Linked DNA regions of Mus musculus: regions 1 and 2 are each linked to region 3. A link is a contact called in public HiChIP or PLAC-seq data. All regions are on one chromosome and are shown on one strand. Each heading gives the region's core, a stretch centred on a gene start, on an enhancer-like site or on the middle of the called end of the contact. The rest is flanking DNA. Distances are from core to core; before and after follow the strand shown.

What was found. HiChIP or PLAC-seq counts read pairs in DNA pulled down with a chosen protein or histone mark.
Region 1: an H3K27ac HiChIP or PLAC-seq map of embryonic stem cells shows a contact between it and region 3, with 2.7 times the contacts expected there. The contact joins two enhancer-like sites. A contact is called at or near these places in 1 of 39 promoter capture datasets (the 3T3-L1 cell line), 1 of 15 datasets of contacts at CTCF or cohesin (the NIH/3T3 cell line), 10 of 484 Hi-C or Micro-C datasets (the AML12 cell line, Sertoli cells, bone marrow-derived macrophages and 4 more), 11 of 115 datasets of contacts at active chromatin or transcription factors (bone marrow-derived macrophages, embryonic fibroblasts, embryonic stem cells and 3 more) and 3 of 9 other capture datasets (adipose tissue, embryonic stem cells and liver).
Region 2: a contact with region 3 is called in an H3K27ac HiChIP or PLAC-seq map of embryonic stem cells, with 5 read pairs. The contact joins two enhancer-like sites. A contact is called at or near these places in 17 of 39 promoter capture datasets (the HPC-7 cell line, the SN4741 cell line, cranial neural crest and 11 more), 47 of 484 Hi-C or Micro-C datasets (the 63-12 cell line, the AML12 cell line, the BV-2 cell line and 23 more), 14 of 115 datasets of contacts at active chromatin or transcription factors (embryonic stem cells, fetal liver, hepatocytes and 4 more) and 4 of 9 other capture datasets (adipose tissue, embryonic stem cells, liver and 1 more).

The regions. Positions count from the first base shown.
Region 1 is chr10:95,878,895-95,882,207 of GRCm38.p6, forward strand. The region is part of intron 3 of Gm33377 (a long non-coding RNA gene); the gene reads left to right. Among named protein-coding and RNA genes, the nearest start is that of Gm24433, 18 kb to the right of the region's middle. Within about 2 kb of position 1,432, at least 88 of the 459 cell types and tissues checked have an H3K27ac peak or open chromatin away from gene starts, as enhancers often do. A contact at or near this core is called in embryonic stem cells, where this site is marked.
Region 2 is chr10:95,543,849-95,547,412 of GRCm38.p6, forward strand. Ube2n (ubiquitin-conjugating enzyme E2N) reads left to right here. Exons shown (of 4, transcript NM_080560.3): 4 at 1-1,810. Nudt4 (nudix (nucleoside diphosphate linked moiety X)-type motif 4) reads right to left here. Exons shown (of 5, transcript NM_027722.5): 5 at 3,159-3,564. Among named protein-coding and RNA genes, the nearest start is that of Mir3058, 14 kb to the right of the region's middle. Within about 2 kb of position 1,398, at least 36 of the 459 cell types and tissues checked have an H3K27ac peak or open chromatin away from gene starts, as enhancers often do. A contact at or near this core is called in embryonic stem cells and granulosa cells, where this site is marked.
Region 3 is chr10:95,679,555-95,682,877 of GRCm38.p6, forward strand. No RefSeq gene overlaps it. Among named protein-coding and RNA genes, the nearest start is that of Gm33336, 49 kb to the left of the region's middle. Within about 2 kb of position 1,622, at least 89 of the 459 cell types and tissues checked have an H3K27ac peak or open chromatin away from gene starts, as enhancers often do. A contact at or near this core is called in embryonic stem cells and granulosa cells, where this site is marked.

The DNA.
Region 1 (3,313 bases), core at 182-2,681, 200 kb after region 3:
GATGCCAGACAGAAAGATGCTGTCTCACCTCCCTCTGTCCAAAAGCAAGACACAGAATTTTAGAAATAAAATCTGCCGTGCCTCCTATCCCTCCAGCATATATGCATTACCAAAGAGAACAAAGCTTAATGACCGGAGACACTGTGAAGTACCGTGTGCTAGCTCATGTCTGCAATCCCAGCATCTGCCAAATCTTCTCCAGAATACACATGGGGCCAGCCTGAGCTGCACGGGACCCTGTCTCAAAAACAAATGAACAGAATGAAGAAGAAGAAAAATACAGTTTGGAGAGGAATATGACCTTTATCTGACAGTTGTTTGCTTTCCCCTGTAACTTCTCATAGACACACAAAATCCTTTTCCTCTGAATCATTAAGTCTATTACAATGCACTTGTTTGTTGTTAAGGATGCTGAATAAACTGGAATTCAAAGTCATCTCTCTGAAAACAACTCATTCCATAGGTGTCCTCCGTGTATACATGAAGCAGACATGCAGGCAACACGCCTATAGCTCCAGAAACCGAGACAGGAGGATGGGTGTGGGTTCAAGGCTAGCCTGGGTTACCCAGTGAGAGTTGGTTCCAGACTAGCCAGTACTACATAGTCAGACCGTATCCCTGAAAGAAAAGAACAATAATCAATAGCTTCGGTCTGATCTCTTATTCTCTGAACTCTAAAAACACAAATCACAACAGCAGTGGTTTGAATATGCGCCTAGTTTTCATGTGTCAGAAACGTAGTGGTTTGAATGAGAATGGCCCACAGAGACTCATATATTTGAATGTTTAGTCCCCAGTTGGTGGAACTGTTTAGGAAGGATGGGTAGATGTAGCCTTATTGAAAGAAGTGTGTCACTGTGGTTGGGCTTGGGGTTTCAAACACCTACTGACATTCCCAATGCATTCTCTGCCTCCTACTTGTGGATTGAGAGACGTGAGCTTCAGCTGCCGCTCCAGCCACTTGCTGCCGTGCCTTTGCTTGTCCATCATAACTCTAACCCTCTAATTAAACTCTTTTTTTAATTTTTTTAAAAAATAAATTGCCAAGATAAATAAATAAATTAGCTAGCCTTGGCCTTGGTGTTTTGTCATAGCAACAGAAAAGTAACTAAGACAGTCGATGTACTTGGACATTTGATTCCCTGTAGTTATTGCTTGGGAGGAACCTTAAGGAGGTAGAGTGTTGCTAGAGGAAGTAGATCACTGGGGGCAAGCTTTGAGGTTTTCTAACCTGACGCCACTTCCTGTTCTTTCTGTTTCCTGAAATGTGATCTCTCTGGCTTTCTGATTTCTGGTTCCTGCGGTTCCTACTCCGGTGCCAGCCCCACCAAGGCGGCTTTCTGATTTCTGGTTCCTGCGGTTCCTACTCCGGTGCCAGCCCCACCAAGGCGGCTTGTACCCACTTAAGCAAAACCTTCCCTCCTCTAAGCTCAGGAACAGAAAGAAACCGATACAGTGCGTGGTGCAGCGGTGTGGAGCAGTGGGGATAACACACCCACTAACTGAGATCAGAAGATAGCGCAACTTACTCAAGGCTGAGGTAAATCAGCAGCTAACAGTGGCGAGGAGGATACAAAGCAAGGATAAAGATTCCTCAGTGTAGAGGGTCAAATTCCCCTGGACTGAACTGAAAGTAATCCTCCTGCCCCACCCCTCTGACTGCTGTGATTACTGGAGTGTGCGTCTGCACCCAGTTACTTTTTTTTTTTTTTTTTTTTTTTTAAGTTCCTGATACTTGGCATGCCTAAAGAGATCCACCCAACAGAACTGAACTAGACAAATCCAGACAAAGTAAGGGTAGTCTCACAGTTTAGCTCGCAGTTTTTAACTAATGACTCTGGACTTGTCCCTCTAACCTGCATCATTTCCTGAACCTCGATTTCATTTCCTGTGACCTGCTAGGCACCTTTAGTCAAATGTCCTACTGATACTCAAAACTCAGTACTGCTGCTTGGAAACACATCTGCCAGCGTTTCACCAGAAAGGCAAGGCAAGAAAGAGCACATACCTGCAGTCCTGGGCTGGGGAGACAGAGGTCTGAAAAATCACGGGCTTGAGACCAGCCTGGGCTCTATCAAGACGGTCATATGTATATGTAAATCTAGATGTATATGTATATCGTATATGTGTATCCTATATATATATATATATACTTGATCTCACGTCTAACCTTTACTAAACAGACTATATAAAAGCCTCTGTTTCCATGGTTATAAAATGTTGAGTGCTGTACATAACAGAAATACTGGAAGCTGGGCATGGTGGCGCATGCCTTTAATCTGAGCACTTGGGAGGCAGAGGCAGGTGGATTTCTGAGTTCGAGGCCAGCCTGGTCTACAGAATGAGTTCCAGGACAGCCAGGGCTACACAGAGAAACCCTGTCTCGAAAAAACAAACAAAGTACTAGGAAAATACTAGGAAAAGTAAGAAATGCAGTAGTATTGAATGCACAGCGTAGTATCCTTTTTTTTACAGTCCTTGCTTCGTGTTATTACCAAAAATGTAACATTTTTTTCTCATACCTTCCTTTTTCCTCCTCCCTTTTCCTTCCTTTCTTTCTGTCTGTCTTTTGCAATAGTATCATGAGGTCCAGGCTAGCCTCGACCTCCCTATATAGTTGAGGATGACCCTGAATTTCTGATTCCTTCCGCACCTCCTCCATGCTGGGATTTGAGCTGGACACCATGGCCCTCGGCAGCTCTTCTTTCTTGATCCTCAAATTCAACCAGTTGCTCAGTTGTGAGGGTCAAGACCCCACGCCCCCACCCACCCACCCCTGCATGCAGCATCCCCTGCCCTCAACTGCTTCTCCCTCTTGGTCCTGCCACAAAACAGAGGACAGTGGCTGATTATGACCTCCAGGTGCAAATACCTTGACTGCCACAAAGATAGTCTGTTCCCTGTCTCTCTCAGTTCCTCTCTCTTCCATTCCTGAGTTCTGAGAGCTCAGGATTCCTTCGGGTGGAACCATCTGGGTCCTATATCGTTCCAACCATTCCCCAGACAACACTGCAGTGATGTTACCGCGCTCGTTGACATGGGAGTCAGGTTCACTTTCCTGCAAGACTCCTTCCTTTGCAGCCCTGACATGCACATTTAATTTGTTGCCCCATTTAACACAATCCTCTGCTTTAACCCCAAAATACACAAAAGAGCACATTTCCTGCAGGGGACGGGGAACCAGTCAGCTAAACTGCTTTTGCTTTCCTAACCCCAAGGCGGTATGTCCATTGTTAGCTTCCGTTCGATTGTTTACGGAGGGGCTGAGGGTGTAAGAGGCTGAGAATATGTCTGTCCTAGTTCTGGGCTCTCC
Region 2 (3,564 bases), core at 148-2,647, 140 kb before region 3:
AACTTAAGTTTTTTTTCTCTTTTGAATGCAGACTATTTTATTGTGTTAGAATAGAATTTAATAGAATTATCTATTAAAATTATATTTTCAACATATAAGAGCTTTTGACAACTGATAACTGGATCCTTCCAAATAAATGCATTTTGTTAACAAATGTAAAGTTTAGAATAAAATTGCTAATGGCCCTACCTGATACTGTGAAATTTTAAACTCTCTAACAGCAGTTGTTACAATTCTTGGCCTGAGTACATCTTTGTCCATGGCTAAGACAGTTCTCACTTTAAAAAAGCAGACTTGACAGGACTTGAAGTTAACCATTCACCACTCAGCATTCCATCCTGAAAGCCAGAGCTGCTCCTAGTCATAGCTGATGCCTTACACATTACCCACAGTGGCCTGGTGGGCAGAGGTTTCAGTTTTCCCAGTTTACATTAGGACTCCTAATTTCCTGGCATCACATTTTCTTTGAAGGTTTTGATGAGTCCCATTGTTTGAAATTTGCTCTCTTAGCCAGTTGGAAGAAGCAAGAATTGTTACTTATGCCTGGGCTGAAAAGAAACAACAGGTTGAGGTGGAGGTTGAACTCTGGTAACTACACCTGGCTTATGGACCTGTTTTCGTTGGCCAGGAAAATGGTTGGTTCAGAGCTGTTAAATGATAGTATTGCAGAAACTCGGGATAGTGAATAAGACGTAGCACTAATTAGACTGATGATCATTGTGTGGACATCTCCTGGCAGGAGCTGAGTAGCAGTTACCACTGGATGACATGCCATTCTCTTTTTCTGTTTAAAGTAGGTCGGAATCATTCCCAGCCTACCTGTTTCTGTATGTGTGGTTCTGTTTTCTTACAAAGTTTTGACTTTGTAGCCCCAGCAAAAGAAAGACATTCACTTAACAAAAGCATATTAACATTTGCCTGCTGCTTGCTGGTTTGAGGATGTAGATGTGAATGAATAGTTTGGGCCTTTCCTTTGAAGGGACAGCATAGGCGTGGGAACAACACAATAGTTGCAGCTCCTCTTGGAAAGGCTAATCTTCTGGACTCAAATCAGACAAACGCCTCCAACCTCCAGAAATCTGCACATGCAGAGCTCAGAGAGAGAAGAAAACCAACTTCTTCCAAATTGGCATCTTGAAGTCAGTTCTGAAGCCCTAGAGTATAAATGTGGGCTTTGTGGTTTGAAGTTTTTGTTCTCTTTTGTTGTCTATTTTGCTGTGATTCACTTCTACTGTGAGATTAGTTAGCCTTGGTTCACTCAGATCATAGGCATTCTGTATATAATACTGAATACTCACACTAGACCAGGAATGTACTTGTAAGATAAAGTTCAGTGTAAATCGATATATTCAAACCACAGGGGTGCTGTGCTCAGCATTTCTCCGGAGGGTGGGGAAGACCATCTGGTGTTCTGTAAGAGTGCTCCCAGTCAGCCAAGTAGACCTCAGTGGTGTCATGTGGACAGTTGGTTGGCTTTGTTTCCCTGGTGGTTTAGGTATTGTTCTCTTGACTAATGTAATAACATCAGTTTTTATTACTGCAGAATCGGAAGTTTTAGGACTACATAGGAGAGCTATCCACATACAAATTACGAAGTGAGATGAGAAATTGGGTACCTAACCCACTATTCCGTAAGAAATATGTAATATTTCATTGGAATGTATTCTGGGGCTGGGAGCAACATTTCATTTAGCTATGAAGCATGCCGCCTTTTAAGGAGCTATATCAGGGTTTATATTTTAAGTAAAAGGAAAACATGTTGAATGTAATTTCAAAGAAGTATAAACAATAAAAACGTATACCGATTGGATGTGATGATTTGACTGGTCTGTTTCCTGCACTGCTCACTCACCTCCACACTCATTTCATTATCACTAAGGCTGGGCATCTTTGCTCTCAGGGTTAGCCTTTCCCTCTACACACTTCTGTTACTAGGGATTGAACCTTTTCTTGTGTGAGTTAGGCAAGTACCTCCAAGATGATAGTCATCTATCTTAGCTGGAATCGTCCAGGAAGGTATTAAAAACCAGGGAGAAGCTGGGTTAGGGGGCAAAATGACTTTAAATCCCAGTATTAAAGGCTAAGTAATCAGCTCAAGGCCAGCACAGAATACTTTAGTACCAGGACAGCTGGGGCTTTTAGGGAAGGCACAGGGTGTTTTGTCTATATGAGCACCATGTTTGTGGCACTAACCTCAGACTAGTTTGTAAGCCGATGTATGGGTGTTAGGAAACGGCAATTCACCTCATGATAAAGCTTGATTTTGGAAGATCTTTGTTTCTGTGTATCTCTGGCTGGCCTGGAACTCAGAAATCCCCTTGCCTCTGCCTCCCAAGTGCTGGGCGTGCACCACCACACCCGACTTCAATAAAATTTTTACAAACTATAGAACAAAAAAGCTATACATGGAAGACTTAGATGCTATGCATAAACAGATAGTGAGGCAGCTGGTTATTCTATCCAGTGTGACAGAAAATCCTGGTTTTTCTCTGTAGTCCTGGCTGCCCTGGAATTTCTCTATAGCCCAGGCTGACCTTGAACTGAGATCTTCCTGCCCCTGCTAACTATGCCTGGCTTCAGACTTGGAAATTGAGACCAATAGAGACCAGGCTGGCTTTGAACCTGTGATTGATTAGCATAGCAGTGCTGCTCTCCTTGTCTCCCAGAGCTTAAAGGCATGTGTTATTACTACTTACCCAGCCCAAACTACTGCATTTAATCACTGCTCTGAAACTTCTAGTTCTTTTACATGTTTGAGTGGAAATTATAGTAAGGAATGTCCTGTTATTTTTCTAGTTTTGGTTATTAACCTATTAGGAAACTTCATGGCGTTAAGCCACCAATCCAAGTTAGTCGAAGTGCACAAGAGCTGTGTGTGTGTGTATGAAGTCTGATGTGAGTTTTACTGTAGAATGCCACATGGAAGTATAGAATGGCTGCACATGATATAAATCTAGCTGAGGGAACAGATTCTATACAGCAAAGGCATAGCTCTGAAACCTGTGTGTGTGATGCTGTGAACCTCTGTGGGTGCTGGAACCAATGTCAGATCATTTCAAAGAAGAGCAAACACTCTTAAGCCATTTCTCTAGCCCCCTGTAAAAGCATGTACCTGAAAGATGAAAACAGGCTCTTCTTAAACTAAAAATAAACATACAGAGGTTGTTTCCATTTTTATTTGATGTTTCCAAACGTAAAAAAGTCAAGATTCTTACAATTCTTACAACAGTTCGAATGCAACCATCTCAGATGAGACCATGCAAAGCAACTCTTGTACACATACCCTTTTCTCTCCTTCACCTTTGCTGCTTCATACGGTGTGACTGACAACTGGATGGCTTGTCCTTGGTGGGAAAATGCCATTTCTTTACACCACCACCCAACAGTTTCTACTTTTTTGCAAGTCAATTTTTAACAAGTTACTTTGCTTTTTTCTTTTAAACATTAGGAGGCACATGGAACTGGAGAATTTAGCTGCCCCGTTTTATTCAGCGCCTGCACAGATAAGCACAAACAGCAGTCTCCCCGCTGCAGGCGGCTGGGCTGGTAGACATGAGCTCTACT
Region 3 (3,323 bases), core at 372-2,871:
CTAGCCTCCCCTGCCCTGACAGACTGTGCAACTCACCCTGGGGAATATGCTCTGGCGAATTATTACTATTTAAACCATTTCATTGTAAAATAGAACACATGCCAACGTGCTATATAGAAATTATTGAAAACGTACGAATCATTTATTTCAGCAGGTTTTTTTTTTCTTTTTTTATGTACAATTTTGGGGCCAGGGTGAGTGGAAACCACAGGAAGAAAGATTGTAGCAAGGATTGGTGACATTTGATTGCTCGCTAAAGGAGGCCAGATACACGAAGTAGCTTTCAATACTCTAAAATTGTCCCACACACCCCAAAGGAAGGCCAATAGACAACCCATCTCCCTTGCAGATTCCTTAGCCTTCATGCCCTAACCACCAAGGACATTCTCTCTTCTTGGCCCTGGGGAACACATCTACTGTTCTCATCTGGTTTAATCTAATTTTCAGTGTGTATGTGGGGAGAGGTCATCCTTTTTATTTCTTTGGCAATGACCAAAATATTCCTTCAGGACCCTCCTCCTATTTAATGTTTCTACTTTGGGCATAAGTCCCGGCTCCTTCTCAGCGAGGCTATGGTCCTAACCTTTTGGGGTTGCTGTGGGCAACTATACAATTGGCTGTTACTGCTCAGGGCTGTGGGAACAGCTTTCCAAAACAGCTAAGCGACCCAAACCCAGACAAGCGCGTCTGGATCTGTGAAGTGCTTCTCGTATTTTGTTTCCTTTTCTGTGCACAGATATTTAAAAATAGATAGTAAGAACTTGCAATCGCCGTGAGGGGAGTTGTGTGTAGAAGGACGGCCCCTCCTTTGGAAATGACATCGTTACGGCTTTTTAGAATGTGAGCAGATTTGACATAGTAGAAAAAAAAATATGGATATTTTGGTCTGTATCCCACTTCCTGGCATACAGCTACACCAAACCGCGTGTCAGTTCTCAGAAATGATGTGACTTTTGGATGCTAACGGGATTTCTGATGTTTAGGGCCTCTTGGGTAGTCTTCAGACAGAGGCTGGTTGCCAAGGGAAACAGCCAAGTGAAGCAACAACTTGGACTTTCAGCCTTACCCTCTCCTCTGACCTCTGGAGAGGGAGAGGGGCGGGCTAGCCTTTGAGGTGATCGTTGTTGGCCAATGGCTGAATTAAAACCCAAAAGGAAGCTGTGGAGAGCTTCGGGTTCATTTAACAATCTGCCTATATTTAGATTCTGGGAGAATGGCAAGGCTCGACTTTGCCAAGGTGAAGAGTTACACGTTAGAGCAGCCTCCGTCTCTCCCGGGGTGGGTGCCTGTCGGAGGCACGGAGGTCTTTGCGCTCACCGACAAGCGTTAGGGGACCTGGATGTTCATCATACGAGTTGACCCTTCAAAGGGAAAAGTGGATAGCCTGCAATCTGCCCAGAAGGCTGGGACTGGAAATGGCTAAGAGCTTGGTGACCTGTGTGCTGTCTGTGTGGCTGCGACCACACTGGATCCGGCCCTTACTGTGAGGTTGTCACTCTGCGGAACTTTGTGGAAAGTTGTCTGTGGGATGTTTTTGTGCACGGTGTATTAAATGCTGATGTCAGTATCTAGAGACCTGGTGGCTGTCTGGACTTTGGAACTGTCATTATTATGGAGCATTTCCTGATTCGCTATTTTGTAAGATATTGCTTTCCATCACCTTCTGATTGGTTAATATAGAGCGTAACAGCTTATAACTGGGCAGGAGAGGCGGGACTTCCGTGAGGGGGTGGGGAGGGGAGAAGATCTCAGGTGGGACCTGGTGAGTCGCTATTGGGACACAAATGAAGGCCAGGGAGAGACCAAAAACTGGCAGGTAAGGCGCCATATGGCTGGAAAGTAGGCAAGACCAGCATTATCAGGGTAGAATAGCTTAAACTCTGCCCAACTATAGTACCTGAAGCTTGTTAAATAATATAAAGGTCTCTGTGTCATTTATTCAGAGCAAGGTCAGGCATAGAAAAGCCCACGCTTTAACAGGCGTTATATGTACTTTACAACGAATCTTGATGCATTCACATCTTAAGCTTTACTGAGCTTGTGGGATTGAATTAATTATCACCAGGAAGATCTCACCAAACTGTGCTACACTGAAATATGCCTAAAATAAACCACTTGGGGTTAGATTTCCAAAGTCTAAACCAACACTAGCTACTAAGACATGTTGACGCAAACCACTTCCTTCTGATAACTGAAGTGATCACACAGACTCCCTATAAATGCTGTCCCTGACCCCATTGCTTCCCATGCTTCCTGGATGGAAGCACAGATCTTGAGGTATTGTGGCTAATGGCTGGGGTAGGTCTGGGATCAGGGAGAGACAAGGGTAAGCATATATGTGTGTGTGTGTGTATAATTTTTATATATAAAATGTATATTATATATTAAAATAATAGACAACATATTTTACATATAAAATAAATTATTTATATATAAATACTATACATAATTTATAAATAATGTATAGTATTTATATATAAATTGTTATTTTATATACACATACACACATGTGTATATATACATATATACATATACACATATACACATACATATATACATACATACATATATGTATATATATATCTTCCCCTGAGACCTCGTGTCTTTAGAGAAGCCTGCTGAAGACCAGAGCAGGGGCTTGCCAGCTGCAGTACCCATGTCCACAGGAAGCTACACTTACTAAAGTTGTTACGGAAAGAACACCATGAGCCCAGGCAGCGTCCCCTCAAAGACTCAGGTGCAAAGGTGCTTGGCCTTGTGTCCCAAGTGGCTTTAACTTTTCAGCTGGAGAAGCACGGCACAGCTCAGTGTTTAACTTACATGCCCAAGGCAGTGTAGTGTTTCCAGGTGTCTCATGGACAAAGTCACACAGTGTTTGATGATTGGAAATCTTCAAAGGACACATTTTCCTTTTGCCTGGGTGAGATCAGGCCGGGAGAAAGAGGAACAGATGACATAGGGTGAAGACGTGGGACACGGGGAACACAAAGGGAAGTTGTAATAAGCAGTTATTTTGTCAGTTTTCCTCTCAGGAATGAGGGGTCAGTGTCGATGTGAAGATGGACGAGGGCAGGTGAGAGGGCTCAGTGGGTAAAGGGGCTTGCTGCTAAGCCTGATGCCCTGAGTTCAGTCCCTGGGACTCACATGGTAGAAAGACAGAACAGACCCCAGAAAATTGTTTCCTGGTATTTGTATGTGTGTGTGCATGCAAGCACATGTGAACACACCTATAAATACACACTAAATCATATATATGTCCATGCATATATATGAATTACTAATGGTTATATTTTAGATATAAGCCAATTAAACTAAAAATGGAT